2 separate regions of the Mus musculus genome follow, and region 1 is linked to region 2. The links are chromatin contacts, called in public promoter capture Hi-C maps. All regions are on one chromosome and are shown on one strand. Each heading gives the region's core, a stretch centred on a gene start, on an enhancer-like site or on the middle of the called end of the contact. The rest is flanking DNA. Distances are from core to core; before and after follow the strand shown. Region 1 has its middle 180 kb from the start of Gm36720. Region 2 holds the start of Igfbp1 (insulin-like growth factor binding protein 1).

Region 1 (7,163 bases), core at 718-3,217, 410 kb after region 2:
ATTTGGAGCAAACACAGCTGCTCAAAATGACTCTCCCTTTGAGAGGCAGCTCTTGGATGTAAAATGAACATTTGACAATGGGCCACCAGGTCATCCATCATGTGACCTGAAGTTCCCATCTTGTGCTTGGTATTATCTGATATACCAAACCACAAATTAGCACATGTATGACAATAATCCATCATCAAACAGAAGTACTGATTGGGTCCAAGTGGGTTCTGTAGACACGAGCTACTCACATGAAGAAGTTGCTCAAATACCTATGGTTCATACTGTTGGAGTTCTTTTTGTCCCCAGGCATCCACATATGATCAAATGGACTACATTATTTTTCTGTTGCTGTGATAAAATATCTTAGCCAAGACAACTTATAGAAGGATGGGCTTATTTGAGCTTATAATGTAATGGCCCCGAGACCTATTCTAAACCCCAATACCCATTCCTTTGAAACAGCTAGGTGAATAGAAAATTCTATCAATATCTGTCTGTCTATCTATCTATCTATCTATCTATCTATCTATCTATCTATCTATCTATCTACTTATCTATCTATCTATCTATCTATCTATCTATCTACTATCTATCTCTATCACTTTATTTTCATCAAAATTTTGCTTAATAATTAGTCCATTGCTTTGGGACCTTTCAACTCTGCAGTGGTTTTGTTTGTAACAATGATTTTTAAATTCCCAGGGCCATACTGTACTGGAATACTAAGATGTATACATACTTATACCTATACCTATACCTATACCTATACCTATACCTATACCTATACCTATACCTACACCTACACCTACACCTACAGCTACAGCTACACCTACACCTACACCTACACCTACACCTACACCTACACCTACACCTACACCTACACCTACACCTATACCTATACCTATACCTATACCTATACCTATACCTATACCTATACCTATATATTCACTGACTTGTCCCAAATTGCACTCCTGCTACCTTTTACCTTGTGAGATAGGGTAAGGTACCCCTTTCATTTATCCTGCCCTGTGCTTGCTCTATCTACTATTTTTGATAGTCATTAAGGATTGAATAGTTGTATTTCCTCAAATTCATATGTCAACACTCTAGAACTTCATATGTCATGGGGATATGGAGGTCACTGAGAGTTGATTAGATTGTGAAGGTGAAGCACTCACAAGTACAGTTCGTAAGTATGACTTATGAGAGAGATACTGGAGAGTCTGTTACCTCTTCTGTTAGATGTGGACAATGAGAAGAAAGGGCTGTCTATGAACCACAAAGAGCTCCCTCTTAAAATCTACCATACCACACCTTAACCTGGGACCTACAGCCTCTAGAATGGTGAGCTACCTGGCCTATGATAACTTGCTCTGGTAATTTAAATTCACTATAAAGTTTGCTTACTTTCTTTCTTAGACTCTTGTCAAGTGTGCTTTACTATTATTGTTATTATTATCATTATTACTTACATTCTTCCTTCACCAAACCATATATGTGTTTCAGCCCATGTCCCACGTAGCACAATTTCAGCTTGGAAAAAAAAATCAATAAGCAGGTATAGCCATTAAATGAATGGAGTTGGAAAATGGACCCCTGGGGGACAATGTAGAGAAAAAATAAAGTATATTTCTTACGTTTCTTGTTTCATGTTTACTCTAAAGCTGCCTGGCTTACAGCGAGGAGGAAGCCTAAGCTTACAAGTGTGATAACCATCTGTGCTGAGTTACAGCCCAGCAGCCAAAGACAACAACAACAACAACAACAAAAAGCCAGGAGGAGGGAGAATTTGCAATGTTTATCCTCTCAACTCAGATATAATTATGGGCTTATTTACAAAATAAAATGATAAAGTGCTCTGAACTTGGGGCAGGTCCAGTGGCTCTTTTTTGTTTTGAAGGAAAGTAAAGTGGAGCCTTGGATGGGTGCCCTTGGGAACAGGCTCAATAGGGCCTTTTGCCCTTTGACTTTTGGTCTGAACTTTCAGAACTCATGACTTCATCTAGCCTAAAGCCTGGCTTTGGGGTTCATTTATCTGAGCACACTCATTTACAAATCCATGGTAGGCTCATTTTTTATAGGAGCCCTTATCTTTTACAATTCTCCTTGCACATACTTCTCTGTGTAGCATTTTCTGCACTTCACAGTTTCAGAGCGACAGTTGGTGGTCAGCTCTGTGTCATCAACTCTTAGTCCCACTCCATTTTCTATGGCTCTTTTGTAATATTGGGTTTTCTCCATTTCACCTCATCCCAGGACCGCAATCTCCAGCCAGATCAAGAGGATAGATTTGTTGCTCATTGATCTACTATTCTCATGTTCTACTAAATTCTTCCTTTGATAGTTGAAGGTGGCGCTTAGAGCTACTTCATTCTCTGTGATGGTCCTATGTGCCTTATACTTGGACCCCCGGGGTCGATTTACTCAGGGTTTCCTTCAGGATCTTCTCTTGGCACAATTTCCTTTCAATAAAATGTGTGTGTGTGTGGGGGGGGGGGGGGACACGAAGTCAAGTGTAATAGGTTGAATTTCACATACCATCCTTATATTGAAGTCCTGTCCTAGTGTGTCTGTATTTGGAGTAAGGGGATATTTCAAGAAAGACGTCATAAAGGTGGGATCTTGGCCAATTCTGTCTTTATTATAGACACATAGAGCTCAGCTCCTCAATCTGGGTTGACAGAGTGACAAGCCACCCACAAACCATGAAGGTCCCCACAAGAAAACATGCTGGCAAGAACATTATTTTTAGATTTCATGTCCACAAACTCTTGGAAGGCACCAGTCTTTCTGCAATCTCTTACAGAACATTATGGAGTTAGTCTCTTAGAGCCAAGAACATTTTTCAGGCTGGTTTGTCTCAGTGTTATGCATTTAGATATTCTTCATACCTCAATATGAGGCTTCTTTTCATTATCAAATGCTTGCCGTGTTACTTGACCACACCACTGTTTATCCATTTACAGGAAGAAATCTTGGTTACTTTCAACTTTGGCAGTCATGCATGAAGCTGCAATAAAGATTTATGTGGAAGTTTTTGTGTGTACATACGTTTCGAACTCATTTGTATAAATGCATAAATGTGACTGTTAGATTTTGGGATAATAGGATGTTTAGTTTGTGGGGAACTGCCTGAATGTCTTCCTAAGTAGCTGCAACATTTTGTATGAGCAATGACTGAAAGTCTCCTTACTGTACAACCTGTCTGTTATCAGTTATCGCTGATGCTTTAGTAATGGTGCTGGCTAGTTTTATGTAAACTTGATACAAGCCAAAGTCACTTTGGAGGGAACCTTAACTGAGAAACTGGCTTCATCAGATTGGCCTGTGATATATTTTCCTGACTGATAATTAGCATGGGTAGGACCCACACTGTGGGTGATGCCACCCCTGGGATGGTGGTCCTAGGAGCTACAAGAAAGCACGCTGAACAAGTTGAGTGAAGCCAGCCAGTGTGCAGCATTTCCCCCATGACCTCTACATCAGCCTGAGTTTCTGGTCCAGCTTGAAATAAGCCTTTCTTCTCCAAGTTGCTTGTAGTCCCAGTATTTTATCAGAGTAACAGAAACCTTAACTAAGACAGTGTGTCTAGCAGATGTATAGAGGCAGCTCCTTGTTTCCATTTGAAATGCTGTCATGTTGTGTTAACAGTATGTCCATTTACTATGATAGTTCTCCTTTCCAGGTTTGTCCAGATCTTTAGTTCATATTCTTCCTAGCAGAGTTGTTCCCTCGGTGCTATGCTTTAAGGGTTATTTTCACATTTTGGATACAAGTCCTTTATTTCACATGTGTTTTGCAAGTATTATATAATCTTGGTGGCTTGTCTTTTTAGTCTCATAATAGTGTCTTTTGCAGTTTTAAAATCCACTGAAGATGAACTAATCAGATTTTTTTTTTTTATTTCAGGGAATGTTTTTTTTTGGTTTTGTGTCTAAAAAAGAAATCATTGCCAAGTTCACTCAGGCTTTGCCTGCATTAACTTCTGGAAGTTGTGCCACTGCATTTTGCTTTCATCACTGCTATTCTTCCAAGTTAGTTTCTGTGAAATGGCTAAGAACTCTTCTACTTGTTTCCTTCTCTCCTCTCTGCTCTCTTTCCTCTCTTCTTTTCCTTGCTCCCTCTCTCCATCCTTTTACCCTCCCATGTTCCTCTGTTCCTCTCCTTCTCTTTCTTCCTTCCATATTAAGTTGTTTTAGCATTTAAAAAAGAAATATTTTACTATAAATATCTTGGTGAAAATTGACTTACCTAAAAGTTGATCCCAAGATGTGCTGTGCACATGTCACCTAGCTGCTAAGAACATAAACAACCTCAGCACAGTTCAAAGTAAAGGCATGAATGCTGATTCAGTATCGTTGACCAAATGCAGACCTTTGCCTTTTCTTTTTTTGTAATTTATTTTTTACGTAATCACTACATCCTGCTCACTGCCCCACTTCTCATCCCCCCTCCAACAATCCTTCCCCCATTCCTCCTCCTCTTCTCCTTTGAGATGGCGGAGCCCCCCACACCCAACCCTCACATAATCCCCCACCCTGGCACTTCAAGTCTCTGTGAAGTTAGGTGCTTCCTCTCCCACTGAGACCAAAGAAGGCATCCCATCTAGAAACCTATCCCATATACAGGCAACATCTTTTGGAATAGCTCCCACTCCAGTTGTTCAGGGGCCCTCATGAAGACCAAGCTGCAGATCTGTTATATATGCACATGGAGGCCTAGGGTTCAGCCCATGTATGTTCTTTGGTTGGTGGTTCAGTCTTTGAGAGCTTCAAGGGTCCAGGTTAGTTGAAGCTGTTGGTCTTCCTGTGGAGTTTCTATCCCCTTAGGGGCTGCAATCCTTCCTCCTATTCTTTTATGGATTCACCAAGTTTCAGCTACCATTTGGATGTGGGTACATGCCTTTGTTGAGTCAGTTGGTGGGTAGAGCCTTTTAGAGGTGAGCCATGCTAGACTCCTGTATGCAAGCATAACAGAGTTTCATTAATAGTGCCAGTGATTGGTGCTTGTCCATGGGAGGGGCCTCAAGTTGGGCTAGTTATTGGTTGGTTGTTACCTCAGTCTCTGAGGCTCCATTCCCCAATCCCTGCAACAAATGCAGATTTTTATTTTGAGAATTTCTGTAAGTTTTCAATGAATGGCCCTTTTTCTGGCTCAGGGTCCAGGTCAGGTTCCAAGGCTGCATTTGGCCATCTTGCCTCCTGAGTCTTTTTTTTTTTTTCTTGGATGGTTCCTGATTCTTTTCTTGCTGTCCATGACCTTGAAATTATTGGAGACTCTCATGTTTGTTATGCATGCTCTGTGTTCTGGAAGTGTTCCTCTGTCTTCCCATCGACATTTAAATACCTAACAGAAAGAGCCAACAGAGAGAGGATGTATCTTGGCTCATCACTGCAGTTCACTGGGGTGGGAGTTCATGGCAGATCACAGAAGCTCACCTCATAACAGCCAGGAAGCATAGTAAAATATGCCCTTTTCATGGGCTTTCTTCTATTCCCTCTTTTATTCTGTCTGAGCCCCACAGCCTGTGGATGGTGTAGCCAACATTCAAGGTAGATCTGTTTTCCTTAGATAGTCCTTTTGGGAAACATCTTCAAAGGCATACTTAGAAGTGAGCTTGGATAATCCCCTAAGCACTTCCCACTCTGATCAAACCAATAATCACAGCATGTTTATTTACTTTGTTCCCATTACCAAAGTTACTGCTAAAACTAAAGTGTCCAGTTGTGCAGGTTAACATGGGAATGATGTATTCTTACCTGTGCTTTACAGTATGACACACATATGCTGCTATGTCTCATGATTGGGGTTATAAGCTTTAATCATTGAGGCAAGAGGGATATAGAAGTCCCTTATTGTAAGGTTTTAGTTTCCTACTTCATATTTAATAAGGATTTGAAGCATATGGAAGAGACCATAAAAGCATCATATGTCCCCTGATCATTTTACCCACTAATTTTAGTATCTATCTATCTATCTATCTATCTATCTATCTATCTATCTATCTATCTATCTATTTTCATGTCTGTATTTATGTTTTAGGTGTATTAAGTGTTTCCCTGCATTTATGTATAAGCACCACATGTGTGTCTAGTATCCACAGAAACCAGGAGATGGCATGTCAGATCCCCTGGAATGAGTTACTAATGGTTGTGGTACTATGTAGATTCTAGCAACTGAATGAGGATCCTCTGTAAAAGCAGCCAATGCTCTTAACTCTGGCTCCACCTCTCCAGCTTTCCTGTGTGTGTGTGTGTGTGTGTGTGTGTGTGTGTGTGTGTGTGTGTGTCAGAGGAGGCTTTCCTGCTGTTTCTCCTACCCCTCACACATTACTTATTGGCTGAAATGACTTTGTAAGGCTGTTTGTTTTCCATTTATATTCATTTATTTCTTCAATAATTTACAACATCATAAATGCATGGATGTTTTTATTCTTGGAATTGTCTTTCATTTATATCTGTATTTATGTTACTATTCAAATTGTTTCTCCTTTGTCCATTAGGAGCTCTCTCAAGGTATACAAGCTGGTTTATTCAGAGGTGAAACTCTTTTTCTCATTCCTATAGCATCCTTCATATGCTTTTCCCTTTTCCATCCTATCTAGATGGCACCACCACAGGTGATTGGTTTCCATAGATTTGGAATTTATTCACACAACTGAAAACATGCATTTTTGCTTTTATTTTTATTGCACCAATTTCAGGGAGTGATTTTTATATTTTGGGTTAAATGGCATTAAAAAAAAACTATTCTGTGTAGCATCATAAGCCATGAAGAGAGTTATAAGAAAATGGTTTTGAAAATTCAATAGTTAAGTATATTTTCATGTAGGTTAGTACCCACCAATTATAAGCTCATGTTTATGCTAGAGAATTGCATACTAGTAGACAAAAAGAGCAAAGCAGAGTTGCAGGATTTGGGGCCCGTTTGCAAGTGTCTATGTTTCTCCACCCTGTAAGACTGGAGTGTATGAGAGGGTTTCTCATGGTGAGGGATGTAGACAGTAACTATTCTAAAGAAAGAAAGGTTTCATATAACTGGATTAGAGGACAGTACATGGGCAAATGGAGATAAAGAAAAAAAGGGCACATTCCAGGTTGAAGATATGATATGGACATAGGAAATCAGGGGGCAAGAGGTTTTCAGAAACAGCAAACTATGCATTATTCTTT
Region 2 (6,593 bases), core at 4-2,503:
GGTTTCTTTGAATGAGAGGGCAGACATTGGTAGGCGATGCATCGGTGCACATGTGTTTAAAGTGCTTTAGTCAAGTCACCCAGGAAGCCATCCCCCAAGGCCAAGCTTCAGGGTGCAGTGATGAACTGCTGGGTCACAGGGATGTGAGAGTTTGTCCAGGGTGTTCCAGGGCAGTCTCTGTGACCTTGACCTAAAATCTCCTGCAACCTTTGCCTTCAATATCCTCCTCTAGAGCCTGGGGCTAAAATCTCCAAGGCTTTCTGAAATGCCATGGCTAAAGAAAGTGAGGGGCTGGATAAGCACGCAACACTGTGGTACAGTACAGTTTTCAGGGTTCTACCCCACCCCAAAGCAATACCAAAAAGGACAAGGTAAGAGGCTCCAAGCTGTTGCTAGAGGTTGGTCGCTCTGATCTAGCACCCAGGTCAGCAGATAGACACAAAGGTATGTGGGAGACAAAAATCTAGACCTGGGGACTTAGAAGATATTCACAGGCAAGGAGGGGGGGGGGTGGTCCATGATCAGTTTTCTCTGGGAAGTTTTGGTGAGATTCCAAGGTGAGTCCTATTTCAGATTGCCCTTAAACATTTCTGAAGTTTTCCTTGTGATATAAAAGAATGAAAAAATGATGCAGAAAAAGCTGTCAGACTTGATCGTTGATAAGCATCTCAATTACACTAGACCATTAGACTGTCAGAGACAGCTTGGGTATGGCGATATAGACCAAGTGCCCGGAGTCCTAGCACTTTCTCTCTTTGAAGGCACAACTGTTCTTTTGGAATTTATAGCCAGGAGCCAGGAGGTGAACTACGGATTTCTTCCTTTGATGGCTAGAGGCTTCCTGGGGAGGGAGAAACAACTGTGGGCATTGTCACGGAGAGCCCCACTCTTCCCTTCCCTTTGGGGCCTGAAGCCTTCTTGGTCTAATCTGTTCTTTCTTTAGTCGCTTAGGTTTTCTGTGAGCCTGGCCGGCTAGGTCTTTGATTTCCCCTGAACAAAAGCAAGTGCCCTCCCCCATCTGGCTAGCAGCTTGCTGACAGAGTTGGACTTTAGCTCCTGTCCCAGTCCATCACCACGGGACAAACATAGTAGAAAACCTGATCCCTTTACCCCCTTCCACCCACGGTTTGTGTAGAGCTCACAAGCAAAACAAACTTATTTTGAACACTGGGGTCCTAGCACGCTGCCCTGACAATCATTAACCTGTGCCGCACAGCCAGCCCTTCATAAGGCTCTGGGTACGACCAGCCAGCATGGTCCACTGCCCGCGGAGACACACACCCAGCGAGCATTGAACACTGCACACGGCCGTCTGCCCAGAGAGCTGTGACCACCATTGCCACTACTATCTACTCAGAAAGTCGTGACCACTGAGCAACTGCTGCCTGTCCAGAGTCTCATCCACAGCCTGCTGAACCAGTTGCGATGCCCGAGTTCCTAACTGTTGTTTCTTGGCCGTTCCTGATTCTCCTGTCCTTCCAGATTGGCGTGGCCGCTGGAGCCCCCCAGCCATGGCACTGTGCTCCCTGCACTGCTGAGAGGCTGGGGCTCTGTCCACCCGTGCCCGCTTCGTGCCCCGAGATTTCTCGGCCTGCAGGCTGTGGCTGCTGCCCGACATGTGCCTTGCCGATGGGTGCTGCCTGCGGTGTGGCCACTGCTCGCTGCGCCCAGGGACTCAGCTGCCGTGCGTTGCCAGGAGAGCCTCGTCCCCTGCATGCCCTCACCCGTGGTCAGGGAGCCTGTGTACCAGAACCTGCTGCACCCGCCACGAGCACCTTGTTCAGCTCCCAGCATGAAGGTACTGCAGTCCATCTCTGCCTCTAGATCTCTTGGCTGGGACATACGTGCTTCCTAGGCCAGCAGAGGCCTATCGGAAACTTATAGCAGATAGGGCAAAGGCACTCTTGGCCCACTAAGAGGTTTAAGCTGTTATAGTCAAATAAATCTCTCAGTGAGGTCCATCTGTGTGTGGTCTTGCCCAGGAAACATCCTAGAAGGGGTGGTCCAAGCACCCCATGTAGAGTGGAGAGTTGTGAAGAAAGTTTGCAGGTTAGGTAGTAATGATCCTACTCGGTCTTTCAGTGGAGGTGGAGGGAGCTATGGGGCTGCCAGGTGGGTGGGGTGCTGGCTCAAGCACCTCCGGCCTCCTCCTGTGGGTTCTGCCCTTGGCAGTTCCAATGGCTGGAGGGTCCAGGGAGGTTTAGAATGGGAGTCCTCCTGCTGCCCCCAGGAGGTTTGCAATGTCCTTTGTAGCATATATCCTGCCACGCCGTATGTGCTTCCCAGATGTTTACAGAACATAATGTGAAAATTGAGGCCCAGACCTTCACTTCCATTCATCGCTATAGACAAACAGTGTTTGATGTGTACGTTGCCTGCTAGGAGTCTGACAATCAGGCTCTTTCCTGAATTTAAGCACTGGTTTGTTTGTAGTAGGAAGCTTGGAAAATGCCTCTTCCTCTGCTCCAGCCCCTATCTCCCCATCTGGGCTGCATGCACGTCCTGTGTGGGTGTGGAGGAGCCACGTGGTTCCATATTCTGATGGGAAGCTGTACTGCAGGCATCTGAGCCTTTCAAGTGAATGAAGTTAGAGCTACCCCAATGGTCCTGAGTGGGGGGTGGGCCCTCTTCATTGATATCTGATGATGGCCTCCTCTTCGAGAGGCCACCCGAGAGGTGACTTAGTGTGCAGGAAAGCAGGGCTCCCAAAAAAGAGCAGGATGGTGGTCTAGGTGGGGAAGGCTACATTCTAGAACTTTCTTCTAACTAAACTATACCTGTCCTGGGGTCTTACTAGACTCTTTCTGTGGGGTGGAGAGGAGGGCTGAGGGGTCAAGGCTCACCACTGATGGGCTCAAGCCTTGGCCTTAGTCCTTGGCGTCTTCAGGTTATATCCTACCCCACTCTCTCTGCCACCCCAGAATATTGCCTCACCCCGGAATATACCATTTTCCCAGAAAAGAATAGTATTGCTATTTGGCCATACTTGTTCCCAAAGAGTCATCGGTGAAAAAAATTCTGATTTCCCCTGACCATTATCGATTGATCGGTCTTAAGGGCAAGAAGTGAGTTGGCAGAGGAGTGGCGCCTCCAGGGGATAATGCATACGTGGGGAGGAGTGGCGCCTCCAGGGGATAATGCATACGTGGGGAGGAGTGGCACCTCCAGGGGCTCATGCATATGTGGGGTTTGCTTTTCAGAGGCAAAGGCTGCTGTGGTCTCCGCGGATGAGCTTTCTGAGAGCCCAGAGATGACAGAGGAGCAGCTGCTGGACAGCTTCCACCTGATGGCCCCATCCCGCGAGGATCAGCCCATCCTGTGGAACGCCATCAGCACCTATAGCAGCATGCGGGCCCGGGAGATCGCCGACCTCAAGAAATGGAAGGTGAGACCCTGCACTCAGACCTTCAGGTATATCCATCGAAGTGAAGAGTTTAGTCTAGACAATTCCTAAAGGGCACCAAACATGAGGCTGGGCACAGGAGTATAACTACTCCCATCCCTGATGTATCTTTGCCTCCTTAAAAATACAGCATAAAATAGGCCATTTTTAGTCTAGGTTTCTTTGTCACTGAGTATGTTCAATAATTGTTACCACCATCAGGCTCCACGATTTTGCCAGCCTTCAACTATGCAGCAAGAACTTCTTTAGTTTACTGGCTAGTTTTCAATTTGACCACTTGGGGGCGACAGAGAACCAAAGGTGGAGAGAAAGTACCGAAGAGGCATTGAAGAAGTACCAATCCGCCCAATGAAGTGGAAGAATAAACATTGTTAGGGGCACTTTAGAATTTCATCTGGAAATTATCCAAAGGAATGCCTTGCTCCATAATCAACATGACATATGTCAAATGCAAGGATGGCTGTTTGAAAAGCTAGGTATTTCTGATTCTAAATTCCATATAGAGAGACTGAGTCTTTTCTCCCAGAGTTCAGGTGCTCAAGTTATTCAGCAAATAGCCAGGGTCGGGAAGCATTTTACACCATCAGTCCAGCTCTTGCCACCGAGGAAGGACGAGAGTGTCTTCGTCCTTTATCCACATAGCCTGAGCCTGAGACCAACCTGTCCTGCACGCAGATGGAAAATAAGGCCCGGATAGGGCATATTCTTTGACTCACAGTCCTAGAATACCGTGCCTCGGTGGTGGGGGCTGCTCCTGCTCTGTCTCAGTCATTGTCTAAAATGATAAGTTTCTGTCTCTTGTACTCAAGCTAATATAAAATTATCCTTTTAGGAGCCCTGCCAACGAGAACTCTATAAAGTGCTAGAGAGATTAGCTGCAGCCCAACAGAAAGCAGGAGATGAAATCTACAAATTTTATCTGCCAAACTGCAACAAGAATGGATTTTATCACAGCAAACAGGTAGGTGGCTTTGCTACCGTGTGCTCTCACGGGCTAGCTCTGCTCATCCAGATTCTTGTAAAACTTCATGAATTTTTAAAAGTCAAATGATTCATAGGCCCTAATACATATCACGGGTAGCTTTCTGAGATCCAGCCCTGCAGCAGTTGGGAAAAGCTAGTCCTAAGAAAGAGGCAGTGTGATGGACAAGGAGCACTTCAGCCTATAGGGAGGACTAAGCATTAGTGTGATGGACAAGGAGCACTTCAGTCAGTAGGGAGGACTAAGCATTAGTGTGATGGACAAGGAGCACTTCAGTCAGTAGGGAGGACTAAGCATTAGTGTGATGGACAAGGAGCACTTCAGTCAGTAGGGAGGACTAAGCATTAGTGTGATGACCAAGGAGCACTTCAGCCAGTAGGGAGGAGTAGGCATCGGTGCCTTCACTCAGATCAGCAGAGATGTGTGTTCCATACACTGACATTCATATTTCAGTTTCTTGCTACTAGGGGAAAGGACCTACAGTCAGTGTAGGTCACAGATGTCTTGCTTTTTCTCTTCCCACAAATAAAAACAAACTCGGTAGGAAAATACACTATTGTGCTTTGTGCTATGTCTAGTAATAAATGAGATCGAAGAAGTCAAGGCTTAAATGAAACTTTAGGACTTGGCGAAGTGCGAGTTCTGGGATCTCATTGAGGAAAAACTGGGGGCCAGGCCTAGCTATGTGATAGAGGTGGTCATTCAATGGGACCTATTGCTGGGCTCTTTTGCCAGCAGGGCCATGAAGCAGATTATTGTCAAAACACTATACCACTAAGTAGATAATGAGGTCATCATCACACGTGCCATATTGCCAGTGACTCCATTTTGTTATGACAGCCAGAAGGGCATTGGCAGTGCTGAGTGTTAGCCAGTGGGTATCTGTGCAGTGCTTGGCCTCACTCGGGGACAGGGTGGCCAGAGCTCTCATCTCTTGCTGCTCTTGACCTCAGTCCTGTCTTTTCAGTGTGAGACATCCCTGGATGGAGAAGCTGGACTCTGCTGGTGTGTCTACCCATGGAGTGGAAAGAAAATCCCTGGGTCTCTGGAGACTAGAGGGGACCCCAACTGCCACCAGTATTTTAATGTACATAACTGAAAGGAGTTCTTTTCTTTTTCCGTGTTCACACAAAATATTTAAGTATATAGTATATTTATACTCTGGAGCACACCATTTTATATATGTGTATATGTATATATCCAGGAACTAGTTTTTATACTCCACATACTGCTTGATACATGAAGCTGGTTTGTATTTATTCACTGTAAGTTTATTTTTTTCTACACAGTTCTTGTGCTATATTAATTTATATAACATGAAGCTCTTCTCATCTCTGTACATGTAAATACTATATCTCAGCTCTTGCAAAGTTCTGCTTTGAAAGGGCAGAGTGATGCTGCTTAGAACAAGGCAGTCTGAGGCCGGAAGCTTTCAGTGGGTTAGGGGAGGGAGGTTGGCCCACACTCGGAGATTTCCTCATCGTCTCACACAGATCTGTGTCTGATGCACATTTGCTGGGAAAGTTCCGATGCTGATTGTGTAACCAAAGCTGAACGTGGAAAGCTGCGTCCCATACATTGTTAAATACACATCTGGAATAAATATTCTATCTGGAAATACTATGGAATTCCAGCTTTATCTTTGTTCCCTCTGTCCGTTTGTCTTCCCCATCACCTGACTTCTGGTCTGTGCTTTGGGGAAAGATGGTGCTTGTTTGCTTACAGAAGATCTTGTCTGACACTCTGTGATTCCATAGCCCCATTCCCAAGCAGTATTAGGCCTCTGCCTGGGCCAGACTAGAGATCCCCACCACCTTGGCCCATCTCCCTTGCTTCCCAGGACCCCCAGCCTCTCCTTTCCTTACCACTCCTCAGCTCCAGCTGATGTCCGCGTGTATTCCGGGGAGCAGTCACTGGGTTGTTTGCTTTTGAGACAGGGTCTGACTCTGTAGCCCAGGCTGATGTAGAAGTCACAGCAAGTCCCCTGCTTCAGGCCCCCAGGTGCCCAGGCTGGCCTGTCTACCATGTCTAGCTGATGACTGCTTTTGTTCTCTAGCTTTCTCCCTGCTCAGAGTCACCATCCACCATCCACCTTTGCCCCAGCTGGTTAGCAGCACACTCTTCTCCTCTCTGGTTTCCAGACCAGAGCCCTGGCCACCGCTGGCTTCTCCTCTCCCCACATTGCCTGTTTCTCAAAACTGACCCTGG

What was found. Promoter capture Hi-C pulls out the DNA fragments that hold promoters and counts their contacts.
Region 1: a contact with region 2 is called in a promoter capture Hi-C map of liver, with 2.7 times the contacts expected there. The contact joins the enhancer-like site here to the promoter of Igfbp1 in region 2. A contact is called at or near these places in 3 of 39 promoter capture datasets (the SN4741 cell line, embryonic stem cells and liver), 2 of 484 Hi-C or Micro-C datasets (adipose-derived mesenchymal stem cells and uterus) and 1 of 9 other capture datasets (adipose tissue).

Annotation. Positions count from the first base shown.
Region 1 is chr11:7,608,219-7,615,381 of GRCm38.p6, forward strand. No RefSeq gene overlaps it. Among named protein-coding and RNA genes, the nearest start is that of Gm36720, 180 kb to the left of the region's middle. Within about 2 kb of position 1,968, at least 4 of the 459 cell types and tissues checked have an H3K27ac peak or open chromatin away from gene starts, as enhancers often do. A contact at or near this core is called in liver, where this site is marked.
Region 2 is chr11:7,196,534-7,203,126 of GRCm38.p6, forward strand. It overlaps Igfbp1 (insulin-like growth factor binding protein 1), which reads left to right and starts at 1,254. Exons shown (of 4, transcript NM_008341.4): 1 at 1,254-1,798; 2 at 3,201-3,385; 3 at 4,236-4,364; 4 at 5,353-6,013. The coding sequence starts at 1,426. The coding sequence ends at 5,484.